2 separate regions of the Hordeum vulgare genome follow, and region 2 is linked to region 1. The links are chromatin contacts, called in public Hi-C maps. All regions are on one chromosome and are shown on one strand. The core of a region is the stretch at or near the end of the contact, and the rest is flanking DNA. Distances in the headings are between cores, read along the strand shown.

Evidence for each region. A called contact is a pair of places that touch in the nucleus more often than the background predicts.
Region 2: a contact with region 1 is called in a Hi-C map of leaf, with 4 times the contacts expected there. The contact joins the promoter of LOC123410599 here to the promoter of LOC123434933 in region 1. A contact is called at or near these places in 2 of 6 Hi-C or Micro-C datasets (leaf and seedling).

What each region holds. Positions count from the first base shown.
Region 1 is chr1H:341,215,780-341,220,131 of MorexV3_pseudomolecules_assembly, forward strand. It overlaps LOC123434933 (probable E3 ubiquitin-protein ligase XBOS33), which reads right to left and starts at 2,154. Exons shown (of 10, transcript XM_045115543.1): 1 at 1,781-2,154; 2 at 1,607-1,666; 3 at 1,218-1,289; 4 at 927-1,135; 5 at 682-842; 6 at 530-588; 7 at 369-415; 8 at 64-207. The coding sequence starts at 1,957. LOC123434949 (shaggy-related protein kinase alpha-like) reads right to left here. Exons shown (of 13, transcript XM_045115544.1): 13 at 3,903-4,315. The coding sequence ends at 4,254.
Region 2 is chr1H:342,056,756-342,061,107 of MorexV3_pseudomolecules_assembly, forward strand. It overlaps LOC123410599, which reads right to left and starts at 2,135. Exons shown (of 1, transcript XM_045103544.1): 1 at 1,027-2,135. The coding sequence starts at 1,935. The coding sequence ends at 1,471.

The DNA of each region.
Region 1 (4,352 bases), core at 904-3,403:
CATTATATTTTTCTTAGGACTGAAAATATGTAAAGTGGTGTGTGGTGAGTTGTAGGCACTAACCTGGCTATATTAAGTATGCTCATCAGTGGCAACGCAAGATAACTGGATGGCTGAATTGCTGGAATAATCGTGTGTGAATTTGGAGAAAGTAATGGCTCCAAGCAACGGCGTCCAAATATCCTAGCAACATCCATGGGAAGCCACCTAAAGAACAAGATCCGTGTTAGTATCATTTCAACAAGAAGATACACATCAGGTTCAAGTAGAGTCGGTCAAGCTAATATAATAAAATATCTGCGATGGGCAGAGTCAATCAAAATTTTGAAATACATCTTGGCATTAATAATTAGACAACTGATTCTTACCCATTGCAGTTGAGTGTCAACCTGCTAGCACCTTTTGAAAGAAGTACCTGTGATGATGGCATTAACAAACATTAGAATGTATGAATTCATCATGCGACAAGTACAGCCGAGAAATGGTACTTGTCCAAAAAATGCGATGCTCGTTTATGACAGTTACATACCTGGCAACACTCCAGACTCCCCCCGCCAGCTGCGTAATGCAAAGGAGTACTGCCAGCTCCTGATCCATAAAGATATAATTTGAGAACTCATTTTAGATAAGAAAAACATCATTATCTACTGCATATCGTCTGAAATAAGAATCATCACTTGCCTATCAAATTCGATGTAGTTCCGTAGGGAAATGTGACAGCCGAGACATTAGCACCTAACTCAATCAACAATTGCATGCAATCGAAATGGCCATTCAAAGCTGCCATGTGAAGAGCTGTAACACCGCCATCAGCAGGTTTGTTGATGTACCTCACACGAGCACTGAACAAAAACAAGGTACAGCTGATTACTAGTTATTTCAAACAAAATAGACAACACTAGATCAACACTTGACAAAATACATACGGTTCATTGAACTTTAATCCCAGTGAAGAAGTAGGGCTGCTGCCGCTATTCGCCTGAGAATCACCGCCATCTGCAACCGAAGAGGCAGTGTCGTCCAAGGGCCCGCTCGGGATGAAGTCAGCAAGTAACAGCCTTACACACCGAACAAGTCCGTCGTGCGCTGCAAAGTGCAATGCCGTTCGACCACTCAAGTAATCCGCCCTGGTAACCTTCCAAGCAACCCAAACACAAGCAGCAGTCAGCACCTTCCTTGTCTCAGGGCACACATTGTAATCACAAATACCGCCATACATTGCATCTGAAGAGCAGAAGCATCTGAACCACCTCCCAGTGTCCATGCCGACACGCATGCATCAACGCAGTCTTCATTCGCACATCCAAATAAACAAAAAACAATCAGCTAAATGTTTCACCTCGCAAAAGGATTGTAGAGACTAGAGACGGATCGGAATGTAACACGTATGTATCCCGTGGGCGAGCACAGAGCAGGACACCACGAGAGCCCAACAAGAATTCAATTTTCGGCTTGTCCCGATATTGCAAAGATCAGGTACTACTTTCACTAGAAACGCGACGCGGTGGCTGCCAGTTTCAGCAGGTATAAATGGCAGATCTTCCATTTTTGGGGTGGGATTCCTACATGCCTGTCCATGAAACGATACTCGGAAGGAAAGATCTACCTGGCCGCAGTAGTTCCGCGCGTTCACATCCGCGCCCTTCTCCAGCAGCAGCGTCACAATCTGGAAAACAGCCCAGGCAAAAAAAACACCAGCCCGTCAGTCGAATCAAATCGAACGGGAAACCACGCAAGCACGCACGCGGACGCGTAGAATCACGAGGGAAGCGGCACGGACGTCGAGGTGGCCCTTGGCGGCGGCGAAGTGGAGCGGGGAGTTGAGGCCGCCGAAGGTGGAGTAGCGCGCGAGCGCCGGGCTGAGCTCGAGCAGCATGCGCGCCTCGACGGCGTCCCCGTCCCGCGCCGCGGACACCAGCCGCTCGCCGGACGCGGAGCACCCCAGCGAGTTCCCCATCGCCGCTGCCGCCGCCGCCGCGGCCGGCGCTCCTCAGCCCGCGCCGGCGAGCGGCGTCCTCGTGGGCACGGGCACGCCGCCGGGGCGAACGAAGCGCGGGGGCCGACGACGGTCGGCGGGATCGCCGGCGGCGAGGCGTGCGGCCGTAATTTCGGGGCGGGGGCGGGGGCGGTGGTGGGTCGTCTTCGCGTCCTGCGTTCTGGGGTCTCAAATTTTTCCCAGGCCCGGAAGAAGGGGGGGAGGAGGAGGAGCAGAAGGCTTTTGATTTGATTTTGTATTTCCGTCGTCGCTTTATATATTCTTCGGTTTAAAATGTGCTAGTGCTAGTGTTTTAATTTAAATAGTGATTTGGCATGGCTCATGTGGCACTGGGACCAGATAATCCTGCATAGATTAGTAGCAGCTTGTGTGGGTGTGATTGTGCTTGGTGACTGATGATGGGGGTTGGTTGTAGATGATGGTCACGGGCCAAGCTTTTTTTCATCTTGCTTTTTTTTTTTTTGCTTGGATGAAGCGTGATGGATCATGGATGGATGGATGAGCCACGAGATTTCAAGTTGTTGTTTTCACTTCTTTTTGTTTGATTTTAGCGAGCCCGATAAAGTCGCCCTTCATGGCTGATTGGCAATACCACCTAACAAGTACCCACTAATCGACCCCTCTTTGTATCATCTTTAAACACAAAAACGTCTCTTTCCCCACCCTTCCCGTGGTGATGTGTAGTATACATAGCATACATACATTGATACATACCTACATACATACATACATACCCCGTAAAAAAAATGCATACATACATGATGGATGCCCGGTGTGTGTATCATACACTTATAACCGTCATCAGGCGAAAAATGAAACAGAAATGGGGTCAACATGGTAGGCGCGGTGTGCATCCTATTACTGCACTTGTTTTCCACGCCTGTATTTCATGATAAGAAAAAATAAAACGTGAAGAAAAAAAGGTCAATGTGGTAGGCGAGCGGGTTGTGCGCTGGGCGCTCGCAAATCACATGTTTTGATATGGACGGCGGGTTTGTCCTCCGATGATGCCCACAAGGAAAGGAAAGCAGGTCGGAGCACGGGACAAAGTTTGCTCAAGTGGACCGATGGACGGCACTAGTTAGTGACCACATGTACGGCCCAAGATCACCCGCTCAACTCAATGTGATTTTATCTCTCGCTAGCTCTAGCTCTAGGTGTATGCTTATTGAACATGTCGCCGTCGATGATGAGTGATTTATTTATATCGGGTCGGTGTCGCTGACGGTTCATGGGTAAGCATACCATCGTGTCATTATTAATGGGCGAGTGTATGAGTGACTCCTTGCATCAGACTCTGATGGATACATACTTACTACTCCCCGCTGTTTTGTTGACTTAAATGTTTCCTAATGAACTCGCAACATTGCCTGTAGAAGCATTGCTAGGCTGTGTGCGTACGATGTCGCAATTTATATCCGAAAAGTTTCTAGAAGAAAAAAGAAAAGAATCTTTTTGCCAGATATTTGTCCTCTCCTAACACGCATGGCCAGGAGAAATATCGCCACTCGTGCCGTGTCAGCCAACTTGTCACAACCGAGACAACAACCTTGCACGTAAAGTATCCGGGGTAAAGGACACGTCCTTGGCTATCTGGTGAGGTTTCGTTGAGCTGCCACACTACACTTGTCATCTTCCCTTCCCTTCCCTTTCCCTCTCTGCAGATCGCACCGGAAAGCCAAGATAAACAACTTGCTTCATCATATTCATTCATATCGGAGGCACATGCAAGTGGACCAGCCTCTTCTTTTAAAAGGAGTCCATTTGATTGTCAATACTACCAGATCTGGTGATCTGCTCGTACTCCGTGTGTACTAGTATTGCACTTGCATTGAAGCAATGCATATGCAGTTATGCTGGCCTTGATGGTCGAAAACGCGTCTGCTGGTAACTTGGCCAAGTCAAATGGTGTCCACCATGACTAAGCATGGGATATGGGATTCGAATTTTGACTAAGCATGACGTCATCATTGTCATGCATCACTGGGAAAATTCTGAATGCTGGAAACGAGCAACATGCTATTCTTTCATCAAACGGCATAAACACATACACTTAAAACAGGGGCCCACATCGATGCGGGCCTGGGCGCTGCTGGGCACATGCCACGCTTGCTGCCCTTTTCTAGCTCCAGGCCGAAGAGTCTACTCTGGATGAATCCACCACGAGACATGGATATGCTCCCGTTGTCCATTCTCGTCGTCTCCATACGCACAGAGGCGCCGTGAAAAAGTCACCGCTTCTCCAGCCGCCACCTCTTCACTTCCTCATATGCTCAGGAATGATCCGGTGGAGCAGCTCAACAGGGAGGCCTTCCAGCTCTGCGGCACACCATGCCCATGGGTTGCAACAGGTAAG
Region 2 (4,352 bases), core at 885-3,384, 840 kb after region 1:
TCATCGGGCACATTCTCTGGTTCCTCTTGATCTTCAGCTTCCCCCATTGCAACATCACCGTATTCAGGGGGCGGGTAGTTGTGATCATCCTCTTCTTCTACGTTGTCTTCCATCATAACCCCTCTTTCTCCGTGCTTGGTCCAAACATTATAGTGTGGCATAAAACCCTTGTGAAGCAGATGGAAGTGAAGGGTTTTATAGTCGGAGAATTTCTTCATACTCCCACAGACCGTACATGGATAATGCATAAAACCATTCCGCTTGTTTGCCTTAGCCGCTTCGAGAAAATTATGCAGGCCATTAATATACTCGGAGGTGCGTCGGTCACCGTACATCCACTGACGGTTCATCTGCGTGCGTTATATAACAAAGTGTGTTAAAAACTACACAAATCTTGATGAAAATGGAGCTTGGACAAGGAGCTTCTAAAGCACAAAGCTTAAGTGTGGCTCGGGCATTTCATCGAACACCTCATGTGCATAGGAGGTGAGCTAGAGCACCACAAAGCTCTCCCACGGCCGGTCAAAAAAACAAAGCAGTGCACTGCTCTGCTCGCGGGGGTATATGTAGGCCAACTGTTGGTCCCGGTTTGTGGCTGGAACCGAGACCAAAGGACAACCTGAGGTCCCGGTTCCAGCCACAAACCGGAACTACTGGTTGTGGGCCACGAGCGAGTCACATTGGTCCCGGTTCGTGTCTGAAACCGAAAACGAAGGTGACAAACAAAACGGGACAAATGGCCGACGAGGACCGGCCGGCGCGTGGCCTCACGAACCGGAACCTATCCCCATATGGGTCCCGATTCGTGAGTGAAGCTAGACTAATAAGATTCATCAAATGAAACAAAACCATCTTTTCTACTAGTGACACATAGGCTCTCTAAGAGTAGTATTTTTCTCTCGCCCTCGTTCACGACTACTCCACGGTAGAGGGTGAACGTTGGTCATGCTCGTACTCTAACCCACACACGCAGGTGTAAACGTCAAATATAGACGAGCAAGATAGCGTACCAACGACCACATCAACTCAAACGAGAAACGACATTTAATTTTTGTGCACACTACTCCAAGTTGTAGTGGTTTTTCTCCACTGATGACGATGGAAAGCAAATGCGCGGTCAACTCTTTTGGTTGAAGACGTCAGTGGCTGTGGTTGCCGGCGGCGTCGCCTTTCCTTGATTTGGCCTCCCACTAAAGTGCAAAGCTGCCGTCGGAATAGTCCGATCAGACGAACGAAACATCCGAAACACTCTCGGCAATGATATTACATCGACCACCTAAATTCCAACTAGTCCCTACCACTTCAATCAATGACATTACGCGAAAACAGCCCTGAATTATTTTATCTTCACAAACATAGATCCAAAAAGGACTGCAGCTTGAGTAAATTATTTACTATAGTATACTGTAGCTTCCGAATGCATGGCTCCGTCGTCGCTATCGCCGGGACGAGCCGGTAGATGACTGCGTCCTACGCACGCACGGCGCCGGCGTGAGTGACCCGGAGCTTGTCGCCGTTGACCCGTGCCCACTCCTTGCCGTCGGCGTCCTCCGGGCTGCCGGCCGAGTTCCCCGCCAACGCGACGCGGCCGCGCACGGTGCCGTCTACGGGCACCACCGCCGCGCGCAATGCCCGGCGCCCCGTGACCGTCGGAGACGAGGACGACGACACGGAGAGCCCGGCCCTCTCGGCGGTGTGATGGGTCTCGAAGTCGAGCCCCGAGGCGTCGCCCCTGCACGTCGCGGCGCCAGCGACGAAGAAGGGGGTCCGCCCGAGGACGATCTTGTCCGGCGCGTTGCGCCCGTTGTGCCATATGGAGAAGCAGTAGGTCGCCGAGCAGAGCATCACCGTGACGGCGACGGTCAGAAGGTCCCGGCGCGCGCACCACCTCCCGCGGGCGCGCTCACGGCCGCTCGGCGAGCTGGCGCTCGGCATGGCCGACCAGGGGACGGAGAGCGGGAGGAACCGGGAGGGAAGATACCAGCAGAGGAAAGGGAATAAGGCGCGCTCGGCTCGGTGAATGCGCGTGCGCGGATGACTTTTCGTGGATATGGTCGTATGGGTATGTGTGTGGTGCAACGGATTGAGCAAAGGACAGAAGGTCTTAATCACGTCACGTAAGCTTCAGAAATGGAGACTGGAGAGGTGTGTTGGCAAGAGGAACATGCTCTGCATGTTCAAAAAATTAAATAGAGGAACATGCTCAACCACTTTTATATGTAGGATTATGACGCGTCATTATGGTGTTTGTTTCAAGAAGACACTTGTTTGGGTAGATAATTCATTGTCAGGATATGATCATCTCATCACATTGTCAGGATATATATTTAGCTTGAGATTTATCTCCATGTAGCTTGTACAAACTACAGATTTATACCGGGAAATACAACATATTATAGCAGACCACGGATACACAAACTCCTGAGGTAACAGGAAATGAACAAATGAAATTATATCCACGTTATCAATGTATCATGCTTCCCCGCAAAAAAAAAAGTAATCCTAGAGTTGAACTGGAATAAGTCAGTTTTTATATTCTGTATGGTATGTAGCTTTTGCGCTATGGGTTTTCTCAAGGGCATTGATTTGGTCAAGGTTATAGCATCTATAACGGACCTCTCATATCCGTCTCAAACGGTTCGATAGGTCGTTCGGTCCTTGATCGGTCACAAAAACTTGATCCAACCGGATCCCTCAAACGGGCCTCAAAAGCCCGGCCTGACCGACACCCCTCATATCCATCTCAAATATGAAACGGATATGAGGAAGCCCGAGAACGTCGGACTTCGAGTCCCACTGGGAACGGGCTGCTCGCCGTGGGAAGGAGAGGATAAGGGTCGACGAGGCCTATCTCGCGGAGGAAATGGCGGAGACGGAGGCGGTTGATGTGGCGGCGCGGGTCGCCGCAGAGGAGGAACTCATCTCCGTCCATATTTTGAAGAAACGACAGCGAAGGAACACGCGAGCCCTCCCCGGCGAGCAGAATCGGGCAGTCAGTGGAATGGCCGGACTGCCATCGAAGGATGTGGAGGAGGTGAGCGACGACGAGGATAGCTCCGGTGACGAGCAGATCTGACTCGATCCGTCTGCATCTTCGATTGGTATTTTGGCGAGAAGGACGACAAGGGCTCCGGAAAAGGCAAGGGCAGCCGTGGCCAATGTCTACCATAGCCAAACATGCCAAATTTTAGTAGTTCGATGACATGTTAGTAGTGATGGAGTAGTCGAACGATGTGTATAATGCATTGACGTAGTAGTTGCATGGTTTGTATGGATTTGAGATATCACTAGCAAAAGGACCCATGCGTTGCAACGAGAGAAAAACAATTATAATCTTCAATGGTGCTGATCATATTATGTCTTTAAAATTTTAGGACATTTCTTAAAATGCATGAACATTTTTTGAATTAGCAAACATTTTTTTCAATTGCACTCAAAAAATAACACGCAAACTTTTTTTCAAAATCCTGGACTTTTATTGTTTTCACCAACCTTGTTCTCAAAATTATAAACATTTTTCTGAATATGCGAATATTTTTACAAAAATCCTGAGCATTTTTTGAATTCACAAACATTTTATTTTTTCTTTAAACTTTTATTTCGAAATTCCCAGTTTTATAAATTGCCAATGTTTTTCAAACTTCTAAATTATTTAAACTAAAAAATAGAACAGAAAATTGAAAAGAAAAAATGAGACTAAAACCATAGGCACGAACTGTTTTTAAGATTTTTACAAAATTCCCAGTTTTATAAATTGCCAATGTTTTTCAAAGTTCTAAATTATTTAAACTAAAAAATGGAACAGAAAAATGAAAATAAAAAATGAGACTAAAAACAGAGGCACGAACTGTTTTTAAGATTTTTACACGGACTTTTGTTTTAAATCGTTGACTTTTTTATTTTATGGATATTTTCTCAAAGTTTAAACATTTTCTTATATGCAAACATTTTTCAAAACTCGTGAGTACTTTTTGAATTCTCAAAAAAAATATGTATTTTTGAATATTTTATTTTGAAATTCTCAGTTTCTTAAAATTGAGAAAAGTTGTTTGAAGTTCTAAATTATTTAAAGTAGAAAAACAAAATGGAACTGAAAAAAAAAAGTAAACTAAAAAACAGGCGCCCACGCATGGGCCGGCCCAAATAGGTGTGTTGCATCTTTTTCCAACGCCCAGAGCGTAATATAGGAGGTGCCTACATGGGCCGGCCCAGTCTGAAGATTTTCCTGATTGAAACGTTTTTTATGATATATAGGTGGCATTGGTGGGTAATTTTAGTCAACTTTAAAAGCAATTTGGATGACGTACGGAAGAAGCACTATTTTCTTTATTAGTAGGTAAAGATATTTGAGG